Regions from separate parts of the Rattus norvegicus genome. Here region 1 is linked to region 2. The links are chromatin contacts, called in public Hi-C maps. All regions are on one chromosome and are shown on one strand. Each heading gives the region's core, a stretch centred on a gene start, on an enhancer-like site or on the middle of the called end of the contact. The rest is flanking DNA. Distances are from core to core; before and after follow the strand shown.

Region 1 (7,367 bases), core at 2,849-5,348, 350 kb before region 2:
GAAACAGATTCCCTCCTTCTTATTAAGGAATGAGCTAATCTCATATTCATTCACTTCTCTGTAATCTACTGTCCTTAACATGAGACAGCTAACAAAAGGCAGCACTCCAAAGAAAATAATCTGAAAATCTTCAGGAAATATGAAGCTAAAGATTATGCTTTCCAAAGAGGGATTATACCCTAAGTATTCTCTATGTACAGGAATTATTTAGTGTGTTCTCTTAAACAAGGTTTATCTATAATAAACTTTTAACCGCTATATATTCACTTCTGAAAGTAAACATAAGATTTCTATAGCAGATATCAATTTTGATTAAATAACCTCAAGAAATGCACCATATTCTTGTGCCTAATAGTTTGGTTAGACCTACTCATTACAGGGGTTGAACTATAAGAGAAGAACTCCAAAATTATGAATCTAAGAGTTTATGCAAGATGACAGCCCGGCTTCTTTCGACCTTCCTCTGATAAATGGGAGCTAATACTCTTCGGGGAGATCCTACCCCATAGGATAGAAATAGCCTTTGCATGGAGACAGAAGCCTCACTGAGTTTGCAGTTCTGGGAATGAATCCAAGCCTCTTGGTTTATATCCCTTTAAATATAAACTCATACCTCTAACTATCTAATCAATCACTGTTTAACTTCCATGGCTTGTCCTTTAACCTAGTTTCCATTTTGAAAGCCCTAACAACACAGAAACATGAAAATATTTACTTCTTGTAGACAGTAAAGCTAAGCTAAGTATCAATGCATGAAACACTGATTACTGCCATTTGCCTAAAATGGGGATGTTCTGGAAATTCCTCAGGAGAGTCCCAGAATTGCTTTGCAGGATGGGAAAGTAGGGATACAAGGTGACAGAATTCTGGGTCCCCAATCTCCATTTTAAGCATTATTCTTCTGCTTTTATATATTGGGCTCTCAAGTAGATTTTTGTTGCTCTGTTTTGAAGATATGGCAATATGAAAAAAATGAAACTGATAACACACACATACATGCACCATAGGAACACCCCTTAGGTAAATAAGCATTACAACAACCTTATCGAAACAAGCAAACTCCACTCATATTCACACTTGTTTATTCTGTTGCTCTTACTTGCTTTAATTTCTACACTCCAAAATCCATTGTCATCAGAGTTCTCAAGGACACAAAAAATTCTGACATTGCTCATGTCTATGTATATGATAACCAAAGAGCACAGCGAAGCCTGGGCAGCGCTTGTCCTGACAGCACTGTTCTGCGAGCACTGTAGGTGCATAATCCGCCTTCTAATGCTGGTTATCCTTACACTGTGCTGCAGTCTTTTTGCAGGAACCATGTCTGTTTGTTAACAAAAATGGAATATTCCCTTTTCCCTCCAGGAGAAAGCTACTATATTCTCACACCCATCCTTACAGTTCACTAATTTTTATATAGCTCCAGGAAGCACAACTAAATTTTTCTTTCCCCTCAGGCTTTCATTAAAGTCACTACACAAATTTTCAATATAGGGTTCTTGGGCCCACCACCTCAGCCAGTCAGATTGTAAATCCCAGGTAAACCTTAGGAATACCCTAGCTACAGCTATGATTCACCACCTAAGTGTATATTTATCATCTGTGAATCCAAAAGGAGCTACACAGTATTTTTTGGAGACACAATCTATTATGAAGCTCTGGCCATCCTAGAACTCAGTTTGAAGATGAGGCTAGGCTTAAACTCACAAAGATCCATTTGCCTCTACCCCCCAAATGCTAGGATTAAAAGTATGTGTCATCATGCCCGTACACTTTCAAGACTTTCATGCTTTTTATTGCATTTTTCAAATGATTGACTATTTGTATTTCTAAAAATAAAAAAATCCGAAGAATTCAGAGTCTGAATTCTGATCTTGCTAGGTGAGTCTAAAAAAAAAAAGAAAGAAAGAAAAAAAAACACTTATTTATTCTTGCCAAATTTCTCATTTGAAAGAAGAAAGTCGGGGTTGGGGATTTAGCTCAGTGGTAGAGCAGTGCAAGGCCTGGGTTCGGTCCTCAGCTCTGGGGAAAAAAAAAAAAAGACAAAATAACGAAAGAAGAAAGTCTCTAAAGAGATTAAAATGGGTCTTGTATTAAAGTTTCAGTTTGGAACAATACTTTCAAATGTGCTGGGAAGTACACTATCTTAATCTCCAGGCAAAGTTTTCTCTCCATTTCTTCTCCCAGACTTCTAGTGTATTATCTGGATAGATTGTGGGGACTAGGGCTACACTGAAGCTCATCAGTAAAGAGTCCACCCTGCATACATAAGGCCCTGGATTCAATTACATTCTAGAAGCAGAATGCAAGTAAAAAGATCATTAATATAGGGTAAACTGTGGCCCAATTCTGCATTATTTTCTGCCAGTTATAAAAAAAAGTAATAAACATAATTTTGGTGCCTATCACCCCACTTCTAAGCTCCCTTCATAAGGCAGATTATTGACGCAGTGACATATATGTGTGTGATATATGAGTGCCCAACTGCCAGATACTAAGCTAAACAAAGGAAAGAGAAAACAGATATATTGGCCAGTATAGAAAATATAAATGTTAGATAAGCTGTAGTATGAAGGCTCTAATTATATCACTGTATCCTGATGGTGACATTACCTCTCCATGATTAACTGTACAATTTATCTTCGGAAGTAAGGAATGTGGCCGAGCCTGAATTATATATTGAGAACTTGTCTCAAAAACAAACAAATAAAAAACGAAAACAAAAATAAGCTCAACAAAAAAGTTTTACGGAATTATCCAAGAATGACGCAGGGGCATGAAAAAAATTAAACCCTTCCCCCAAAAGCCCTTGTGTTTATATCTCTATTAATAAAGAATAAAGCTGAGAAGATACTCTTTATTTATATCTGAATGTACTCTTTATTTGTGACTGAAGATGTCAGAGACTGAAGGTTGAAATACAAAGGTGCTATGAATGAATGAAAACCATAAAGGCCTGGAACTGAAGAGATGGCTCAGTGGTTAAGAGTACTTAGTGCTCTTGCAAGAGGATTCAGGTTCTGTTCCCAGCACCGACAAGGTAGATCCAATCACACTGTTCTCCAGTTCCAGGAATTCTGATTACTTTTTGATCTCTAAAGGCATCAGGCACGTTAAGTGCTGCATGCACATAAATACAAGTAATACACTCATACACACAAAAAATCTAAACCAATAAAACCCCCACAGATCCATACCACACGCTGGTCTAATGTATTGAGTCCTAAAATTCCCTGAGTTGATTTCAGAATCTGAAGGGAAACTCCACAAAACTCGTAATTTGAAATTCCATCTTCTACAAGATTTCTGAGACAGGTATCTTATGCAAAAGATGACATTTTCGAATTATCCCGTTTCTCTTTTCCTTTAAATTTCTATTTCTACTTCTTAACCTCGTCAACTTCCATTTTACAAGAACAGAAACGCAGGGCTCAAGTCCAACGTTAATTAGTACAGGCATTCTTAAGTTATCAAGGTAGCAATCTGCTTTCTAAAACTCAGCATTCGGCGGGAGGTGCTATTTTCTAAATTACCAAAACTTGGGGGATTAAAGGCAGGGATGGAGAAGAGAAGTAGGGCACGAACGCGGTCGCGAGCCCTGAGACAGGCGCATCCGAGGCGCGAGCACTCTCCTCAGGGAGCCTGAGCGCTCAGTGTCAGTGGGTACCTGACTGTGGGCGGCCGGTCCACAGCCCCCTCCCGCCGGCCTGGCCTCGGCCGGATCTCCGAAAAGCCACCGCCCTGGCCAGCATCCGCAGCATCGCCCCTCAACCCAATGAGAGCGCCCCAGAGCTCCCTTCCTTGACCTTTGGCCCCTCAGCCAGTCCCGTCCCCTCCGCCCGCCCCGCCCCCTTCACCAACCCCGCCTCCTCCGCCCAGACATTCCGCCTGGTCTCCCTCCCAACAGCACACCCTCCGCTTCGGCCCAAGCCTCGGTCTCAGCCTCACTGGCACCGCCCCCTTGAACCAAATGGTTCAACCAAGTCCCTAGCCTCACATCCTTCGGCCCCGCCCTCTTTGTCTCAGGCCCCGCCCCTAACTCGTCACAACCCACCCCGCGCGTCGATGTTGGCTTCCGCCTCCGACTCGCTAAAGTCCAGGACTCTGGCCCCTGACGCTTCACGCCCTGCTTTCCGGAAGCCTCAAAGCTTAATCGCCCTCTCCCTCTGATCCACCCTTTTCGGGACCGCCTCCTCCGACTCGCCCGGCACAGCCTGATGACCGGTTTTGTCTCTTCCGCTTCCGTTTCCGTATACTGGGGGTCTCCCCGAAGGCGGTGGGTGGCATTGTTCACGCTGGGGTCGGGGACGCTGGGGTCGGGAATTTGGTTTCCCCTTTACAATCTTTCCTCCTCTCAGACACACCCACCCTTATCCGATTTGAGTGATCTATTTAATCTGCTCTCTTGCAGAAGCGTGGTGAGGTCGGAACCTTTGTGCAGCCGGAACTAAGGTGCGCTACTCCGCTGGCAGCCGGAGGACTGCATAAACAGGAATACCAGTTTTCTTCTAGCAGTTGATCACTGAGGTTCCGGTGGGGCATTGGCGAGTGAGCTCTTCAGCTTCGTTTCCTGTTATGCACCGACCGAATTTTCGACCACCAACTCCTCCGTACCCCAGCCCGGGGATAGGAGGTTGGGGTGGCGGAAACAACTTCCGGGGTACCCTGGGCGGGGGGCCGCGGCCGCCCTCCCCGCGGGACGGGTACGGGAGTCCGCACCACACTCCGCCCTGCGGGCCCCGGGCTAGGCCGTACGGGAGCAGCCACTCTCCGCGGCAAGGCGGCAGCTTCTCGGGGGCCCGCTTCGGGTCTCCGTCCCCGGGCGGCTACCCAGGCTCCTACTCCAGGTCCCCCGCGGGGTCCCAGCATCAGTTCGGCTACTCCCCAGGGCAGCAGCAGACCTACCCCCAGGTAAAGACAATAGCTAGCGTTTGCCGAACTCTTACTGTTATGGCAGACGTGATACTAAAATTCCCTTTACGTGGATTGTTTAATCCTCTGATATATGTTGGCCCAATTTTGCAGATGAGTAACCTGAGATGTAAAGAAATTATCTAAGACTACAATACGTGGCGGAGCTATATAGTTCTGTTCCACAGAAACTGCACTTAGCCAGCATACCACATTCGTGTACAAACTTCCTTAATCCTCCATTTCTTCCCCCGCCCCCAGAGGTTTTTGTTTTATTTGAGTTTGGATTTTTTGTCATTTATTTCAGTGAATATTCCTGGATTCCTAGGGGAAGACAGTGAATAATTCCCTACTGTTGTGGAGTATGGCTCCTCTAAACTGTAGTCTACGGCCATTTTCATACAGATGTCCCTTCCTTGTTTGTGCATTCTTGCCTTTTTTTTTTTTTTTAATGCTTACCATTGTTTTTCGAGCCATATTTAGATCTACTCAAAGTTCTCTTGAAGGGAAAAATAGAAAATTTGGAATTGTGGAAATTTCCCCTCTTAATGAGTGAATACAAGACAGGAAGTACCTCTCTGGCTAACAACTTGTATCTAGGTAGGGCGTTTTGCAAACTTGAATATGCTCACCCAGCTGAATCCCTTATGAGTTGGAATTAATAAGAATGGAGAAATTTCATGCCATGTAAAAGTTGTAGAAATTTGAAACCTATCAGGTCAAAAAGTAAGTTTCCAGGAAAAATTGAATACAATTAATCTTTGCTTATACTGAATTTATTTGTATTTAATAGCTGCAGAGATATCACATTGGAAATTGAAAGGTTTTTTTAAGATGATAGCAGATATTTTTTAAAGAAAACTACAAATGGTTTTAGTAAGTCTTAAAAGCACTAGATTAAAGAAATTTGCAACTGAATATATTGGGTTTCAATTGGCAACTTTTGATGTGATTCCCCACTAATATTTAACTAGAGGAGAAAGTACCAATTATCTCTTCTTAGATGTTTTTTTTTAACTGATCATTTTTTTCCTAAAGGGTTCTCCAAGGACATCTACACCATTTGGATCAGGGCGTGGTAGAGAAAAAAGAATGTCTAATGAGTTGGAAAGTTATTTTAAGCCTTCAATGCTTGAAGACCCTTGGGCTGGCCTAGAACCAGTATCTGTAGTGGATATAAGCCAACAGTACAGCAATACGCAAACATTCACAGGCAAAAAAGGAAGATACTTTTCTTAACATTTCTGAAATTCAACTGGAAGCCTCATGTGTCAGGAACATCTTGGACAGAACTTTTACTTGTGAAAATGAGTTGAACCCAAAGATGATGACTTTGAATAATGATTAGCAGACCCTTGGTATATCTCTAACTTTATCAAGTGTTGATATTAGAGGAAATGATAGGGTAATTTACAGTATTTAGCTATCTGGGAGTGTGTACCACGGAACACAGTTTTCATATTTAACATTTCCAAGATAACAAACATTTGTTTTTTTCAGTGTTTTACAATAAAACATTTTTGTCTTCCTAATTGTGATTTTGTTGATATGTAGAATTGCTAAAATAATGCTTCATAATCACTTAGAATTTGAGGGTGTTTTACAGACTATTTTTTTAACGAAATAGATAAGCTACCCTAGACAGTTCTCTATATATTTATTAATAGAAAGTTGTTCTACATTCATTTTTTTGCATTTCTGTTAAAATATTGAAACAAAAAAAATCACTGGAAATCACTTAACATTACTTATACTTTTTACTTATTTAACCACAAAAGGCCAGGATAAGAAATAAGAAATGTGTGTGTGTGTGTGTGTGTGTGTGTGTGTGTGTGTGTGTGTGTGTGTGTATACATATATATATATATATATATATATATATATATATATATATATATGCAGTTCAGTGTTCTATCAAAGTTTCTCTATATTTTGAGCATTATAGACATACTTTCTCTTGAAGCCAAAGAAGGTGGTATGTTGATTTCTTGTCATTGTGATAAAATGCCAGGGGGCATTTTGGGTCATAGTTTCTAAGGTTCCAGTAGAAGTTCAGCTGAATCCATTAGTTAGTCTTGAGGTGAGCCAAAATATCTGTAGATAAGGCAGAAGCTGCTCACCCTTGGCTACCAAGGTATAGAAAGACAGAAGGGGCCAGAGACAATTGGAGCCTTTTCTAGAGCACCTTCGCCTTTTTCTACTTCCCAATAATAGCATCATGTGAACCATTGAGGTATTAATCCACTTAAGAGGTTAACACCCTGACAATCTAATCACTTCCCAATAATCAGACAAGCCTTTAACATATGACCCATTTGGGAAGACACTTCACATCCATACCACAACAAATGGCTAATAGTAATGGCTCAGATCACTTCCCATGACAGAGACAACAAATATGTATTTGATTCCATCAGTCCCAAAGGAGACATGACAAAGCCAGTTTACTATGACCT
Region 2 (6,940 bases), core at 3,553-6,052:
AAATGTTTCTTTGATTCTTAAAGCATGTATTAGTTTACCTACAAAACTATTTCAAATTTTGCTACTCCAATTTCTTAATGTTCTGTGCATTTTAAACAGGGACTTAAGAAACTTGCAGAACATATTGTTCCTTTACAAGGTTCTCCAGCCAGTCTCTCATGAATGCATCTTTCAGCACAGCTAAATACTGGCTAGATAGCAACCGATGCTGTCAGTAAGGGACAATTATCTGGGCTGCTCTCAAGTCAGGCATTTCATAATAACTGCAGGTGGGAAAAAGTGATGAAAAATCTCCTTTCCTGATCCTGGGTCATGGAACAAAAATCTCATTGTGACTCTGTCTATTCTAGATTATATATTTCGTGTCAAAGCAGTAATGTTTTTTTAAATTCTAATGTAAATAACAAGCAAAGTTGCAGTTCAGACAGAAATAGCTTGTCACATTTTGAGAAAATATGGCCAAGTCCTCATTACCTAGAAAACTAAGTAGTTCCTTTTCTTTACAGTTTAGTACAAACTATATTTTTTTCTATTTTTCATGAAATTCAACAACTTTAGCTAATATGTAAATAAGGTGTTTTAGTACTTTGCTTTTTATTATTCATTCAATGACATAAATATTGTGTCAGTTTCTACAGTCTCTTGACTTTAACGTATAGCTATCTATAGATCTGCTTCTACTTATCTATGCTAGCCTTCAGGTTGTTTCTGGCAACTCTGGCTTACTTGCTGGTGAAGAGGTCCCAAACCACCCAATTCCAACAAAACCAGAAAGCAACATTAGGTTTTTTTTCTTGTTCTAAAATGTTTGGTTCTTGTTAGTACAAAAACGACTGATTTTGATTAGAAATTTGAAAATGACAATGAGGATTACTGAGTGTATCTAAAACTAGACAATTTACCAATGACAAAGACAAATGTCATTTCATTTACTAGTGTTAATTCCACACAGGAATTAATCAATCAGTGGTTACCTTATCTAGAACACAATGCTCTAAGTAATACTCCGAGCATTACTTCCTCTGGAAAGGGGGAGATAATTTTACAGTTGTCTCAGGTGCTGTAATATGTCTACTGATATTCCCAGCTGTTTCACCAAGTTGGATGTCTGTTCCAGAATCCAAGTGAGGCTTGGCTTTTCCAAATGCGCATGCTCTTGTGTTCTGCAACATTCTGGATGTGAACAATCCATCCCATTCGGACTCCTGTCAGCATCTGTGCTAATGTCAGCACTAGTGTCACCTCTTGCTTCAACAGCTTTCTCAGGCGGGACTACATGACAAAGGTCCAGATCCTCAATGGAGTCCAATAAATCTGTAATGTGTGGCGGTGACGTAACTGATTTCAGATGTTTGATCACACACTCTTCACACTGGCCAACTGCATCCAGAAGGTTATTTATCTTGCCAATCAGCGTTGAACTATTACCATGAAGGTGACACCAGGAAAGCAAAGCGCTGAGGGGAATATAGGAACAAGAGTTAAATAGGAAAAAAACGAGTCACAGGCATTCAGAGTACTAAATACTACACGCCTTTCTTCGAGACCGTACCATGCAGAGATACTGAACTGATAATGCATGTCAAAATTAAGAAGTGATGATGTAAATAACACTGAAGTTTAGACTCAGTATATCTTAATATGTTAATCACTAGACTTAATATTATAGACGATTTTAAAGAATATCCCTTCATAGCACTGTATTTTTATTTTAAGATTCATTTATTTTAGGTATGTTACCAAGTGGTTGCTGGGAATTGAACTCAGGACCTCTGGAAGAGCAGTCAGTGCTGTTAACCACTGAGCTCTCTCCAGCCCCATCTATTTTTATTTTACATTTTCTTGGCCATGTAACTTATGTGCAGTAAGATATTACTTATAGAAAGAACAAAAAAAGTTTCTTATTTTTCTTTCCTTTTAAAATAGAAAACCTAGACTTGTTAAATTATTAAAGACAAAAAAACATTATCCGGAGTATTTTAGAGTTCGACCTGGGCAACAGCTTACTTTGTCAATGTGACCTCAAGTCACTGTTTTTATCTTGGCACTACTCAGTATTTAGCCTAAGGCATCAGGTAGTTGAAGCAAGCGTCCTAACCCTGACCTATAGCACCAGCCCCACTTTCTTCTTTAAGGATATCAAACAGCTTCTAAATCAGTCATTCTAAATTCGTCACACATTAGAATCACCAACAGAGTTTTAATATTCTTGAAAAGTGTTAAGAATTTGACTCCTAATATATTTCATTATTTTTGTTACTTTTCTAGTAGACCCACCTTCCTCCCTGCTTTTTCATATAATATAATAAAAAAACAACAGTTCTTTCTTTTCTCTTTTCGGTGGGTACTGAACCCAGGGCTGTGTGCATGCTGAGCAAACACCTGAGTTACAACCCTCTTTGAAAATGCCATAGACGTAAAGTGTCAATGGATGCGAAACACTGGGCAGTAAGCTTCCTAAGGTCATAAACATGAAGTGAAGATGAACTCCTGGCCATCTTCCTCTTGTTCTAAACAATACACTCTACTGAATTTTCTAAAAGTCTCAACAAAATTTAAAACTTTTTTTTCCTTTTAAATGTAATTCTTTGCAGTATTTTATTTCTTTATAAGGATAGTCTAAAAAGTATCCCCATCAAAGAGGCCTGCCCAACTCTTAGTCACCATGTGTGCCTGACCTTTGGCTCTAGTTTCTGCCATTATTGCTATGGTATCCTACAGGTATTTAAAGTTCAGGACTCAAATAGGACCTCTTTCTATTAGTAAATATGGCTTTCCCCACGGACTTCTAGCTGACAGACCTTCCATACTGTACTCTACTACATGTGCAGGAAAAACAGCTTTATTTAGAAGCTGAAAACTCCATCATGAGTGATTAGTGCTAGTCTAAATGGCACAAAGGGAACGCATTAGGCACACCTATTAAAATGGATGAACTGACAACAACTCTTAGAAAACTTTTTGAAAGTATCTTATGCTCTGAAGTCATGTATTTAACATCAGGAAAAACACTTTTAAACGTTTTATTTTTACATATTACCTACATTAAAAACCACCATTAGAACCGAGGCTAAACGATTCATCACTTAAGATTTTAAAATTACCTCAATGTTCCCCTGAGTAGTCCGTAGTTTAAAATGACATCGGCACCCTCTTTATAGCCTTGATTGAAGCCCTGTTGAAGGGTTACTGCTTTGCCAGCATCTATCCCATCTCTGTAACCTTCCTAAAAGTAAGGAACCAGTTGTAACGGATGCCAAGGAAACCTTTTCAGGAAAAGCACAGAACCAATTTTGAAAACAAACTTAGGTTTTGATTATGTTAACTGAATTACGATGTGGCAGAGACATAAATAAATCCAAAGCAGAATGTTTCTCCCGAAACCTTATTATTGGTTTATCCTTCCTTATCAAGTTTTATTTTTTAAAAATCTTACTTCCAGGCTGGCCTGGAACTCATTATCCCACTGCCTCACCCTCCTAAGTGATGACAGGCGTTATGACTCCATGTCACATGCTCAACTCACTTTGGAAACCTAGGGTTATTGTGCAAACATTAAACATTAGTTGTTAGGGAATTTTTAAAAACCGTGTTAGAAAAGTCTTCACAAAAATGGAAAAACTGCATGTCTAGTCTCTGGATAACTGGTTAGAACAGGGCAGTTAAGGAGGCTGGCAAGGCCAGGAAGAGGGAACTATTTTAGGAGCAGTGCAGAGGAAGTCTGATTTTAGAAATCTAATCGGAACTGTGGAGTAGAGATTTGTCCCCTTATTATTGGTTTAGCCCCAGACGCCTAAGGCATTTTTGTAATGACATGATGGTTGCTGGACTCAACAAATATTAACTTACTGGAACATTAAAGTAGGGTAGTCACAACTGCCCCTTTAAAAGGGTAATTTAATGGCTAATATACTGGGTAGATGCAGTGCTTATCTTTTGACTATTTACGTAACGTATGTTTACCTATTTTTCTGGAGGGAGGCATTTATTTACTTGCATGCCATAGCTTGAGTGTGAAGGTCAGAAAGTAACTTCCAGAAACCCATTCTGTCCTTCCACGATGTGGGTTTCAGGGATCGAACGCAGATCGTTATACTCTGAATCCACTTCTATGTGGAGACAGATCTTAGCAAGTAGTTAGTTCTCACCCAGAAAAAGCACCGATTCTCCCCAGATATTATTAAGAGAGTTTTAATGAGTGTTGAGACAGGTCCGGATCGAATAACGAATTTAACATAAAAACGGAACAGTATTCCCTTCTCTACCTTCCCCTTACCGTCACAGTTCACCTTTCTCAAGCCTTTGTAACACCACGCCTAACTTTGGACTCTCCACCCACTGAACACCTGCGAATCTGCTAGTGAGTGTGTATTTCTCCTCATCTCTTTTTCTCCCCAAACTGCAAACTCTTGAAGGACTGAATAAAGTTCACGTTAGTTGGTCAGTGTCTCTACTCCAAACCCAGCAGGGACTCCGAAAGAACGCGCTTGTTTAAAAGTTATCAACAACCAGAAAATCCTAAGACTGGGGCGACGTTGGGGAGCGCTCGGTCAGAGAGCCGCACTCGTCCGCCCAGGCTTCGGTCAGCGTGCCCCTGCCCGGGGGAGCCTGTGTCCCTCGTGGGAGTCCCTTTTCCCGTGCGTCCCGGGCCCCGCCCATTTACTTGGACTCGTTTCCTCATGTGATCCTGCCATTCCCGCTGCACTAACAGAGATTCGTCTGCTTCCTCATCAAACACGTCCTGGTCTCCAGGGCTGGGGATCTCGGGAGTCGCTCGAAACCAAGACATTGCCAGGAACACCACGAGTCCGGGGCCACCGGAAACGCAGGCAAGTGCTTCCGGTTCGGGGGGCGGGAGGAAAGGGCTTAGGCGTGGGACGAAGGGGCGTGTGCGGCTCCCTGGGCAGCCAGGCGTCTAGGGGCTGGGTCTCCTCCTATGCGTCTGGGTGGGGCGGCGGGGAACGGGGTGGGGGCTGGAAGCTAAGTCCCATCATTCCAGGGTTGAGACTCAGTTTCTGCGAGTGCTGAAGTCATTGGACACCCACGTGCAGCCAAGAACATTAGAATATGAAAGCTGATTCTAGTATCAATTTGAGATTGAGTAATGCGAACACATTTGTAAAACCTGACGTCTCCTCAGTGATTATGACACTTCAGGAATGTGGCTCAAGCATTAGCAACTCCTGGCTCAGAGTACATGTTGAACTGAATACCAGCAGCGTTCTTGTTTTGTCATGTGGTAACTGAATTTTTCTGACAAGTTTTTTGGAATATCTATTTTGTATTAGTCATCATTTTAGGTCTTTGAGGGACAGGAGTAAAAGTTCCCAGTGTCTATGGACTTCCCATTAGTGTAGAAACGGCCAGTTGGCCAACAATAATATATAACTAATAGTTTGAAGACTGTAAGTGATAGGGGAAAAATAACACTGCTGTGAGAGAAGAGGATACAGGTTACTGTTTTAGTTCATTTTACATTTTTGTCCTGAGGACTGAGCCACAAGCCTTGCAAATGAATATATGCTCTGTCAATAAGTTATCCCCTACAGTCCCATTATTATTTTATCTTTTCAGAGAGAATTTTGTATCACAAAAATATATGTGTAAAACTAATTATAAAATGTGTTAAGGTGTATGTATATAGACATCTTAATTAGAAACAAAATGGCAGAACAGGAAGTAATAGAGATAGTGATTGAAATGAGTAAAATACAAAACTCAAAACTACTTCTGTGAATTGGTTCAGTAGGTAAAGCCCCAGGAAATGTGTCAATCGCCATGACTAGTGTGATGGGAGGAGAGAATAAACTCCTACAAATTGTTCTCTGACCTCCACACATGTACTGTTGCACACACGTGCACTCATACACACTCATAGACACACCATAAGAAAATAAATGCAATAAAAAATACAACTCATCCCTTGTTTGATAAGCCCTAAGGGACAGGGTCTCAAGAGATGGTTTAGAGTTAAGAATGCTTGCTGCTTTTCTGGAGGATGCTAATTTGGTTCTGAGCATCTACATGCAGGTGGGTGGTAGCTCACAACTACCTGTAACTCCAGCTCCAGGGAGTCTCAAGCCCTCTCTGGCCTCCAAATGTATATGCAAATACATACAGATACATATAAGTAAAAATAAGTCTTAAAAAAGAAAACAGACAATCCTGTCCTGTCTCTTTCTCATTAAAAAAAAAAAAAAAGCGAGAAAAAATTAAGCAAGACAGGAATTAGGAGGTAACCACCAATGGAGATGAAAAACTATAAATTATTCAAACCCAAGAGCAACACATTTAATCTTTTAAGACAAAGTCTTAAAAGGCCTGAAAACTTACAAGGCCTGAAAACTAGGAGGGTGAGAATAATTTTGAACTTCTGACTCTTCTGTCTCTAACACCCGAGTGCTAGGATTACAGGTGTGCATCAGCATGCCCAGTTCGTGTGCTGCTGGGGATTGGATACAGGGCTTCCAGCATTCATTCCACACCCTTCAATGAATACATACCCTTTAAAGTTGAACTGTCAGAGCTATAGTTTAGTCAGTAAAATGATTACATTGCAAGGACAAAGACATGAATTAGAACCCCATAACTCACATTAAAAAAGAAAGCCAGATGTAATAATGTATGTCTGTAATTCTAGATCTTGGTAGGTAGAGACAAGTGGATTCCTTGGGCTTTCTGGTCAGCCAGAATAGTTTACTTGGTGAATAAATTCCAGACCCCCTCACCAAAGGTACATAGTACCTGAGGAATGATGCTGAAGTTGTCCTTTGACATGCACCCTAACATTACTGCACCTGAATACTCACAAGAATGCATATGTGCATGTACACACACACACACACACACACACACACACACACACACACACACACACACGCACACACACACACACAAGTTGTCTTATTGCATTTTAAACCAGGTCTTTAACTTTCTCTGC

What was found. A called contact is a pair of places that touch in the nucleus more often than the background predicts.
Region 1: a Hi-C map of liver shows a contact between it and region 2, with 2.8 times the contacts expected there. The contact joins the promoter of Mplkip here to the promoter of Yae1 in region 2. A contact is called at or near these places in 2 of 12 Hi-C or Micro-C datasets (liver and mammary epithelial cells).

What each region holds. Positions count from the first base shown.
Region 1 is chr17:52,068,451-52,075,817 of GRCr8, reverse strand. Mplkip (M-phase specific PLK1 interacting protein) reads left to right here and starts at 4,098. Exons shown (of 2, transcript NM_001109452.1): 1 at 4,098-4,911; 2 at 5,950-6,664. The coding sequence starts at 4,576. The coding sequence ends at 6,150. It overlaps Sugct (succinylCoA:glutarate-CoA transferase), which reads right to left and starts at 3,766. Exons shown (of 14, transcript NM_001014146.1): 1 at 3,668-3,766. The coding sequence starts at 3,761.
Region 2 is chr17:51,720,444-51,727,383 of GRCr8, reverse strand. Yae1 (YAE1 maturation factor of ABCE1) reads right to left here and starts at 4,802. Exons shown (of 3, transcript NM_001107356.2): 1 at 4,664-4,802; 2 at 3,105-3,226; 3 at 1-1,457. The coding sequence starts at 4,789. The coding sequence ends at 1,043.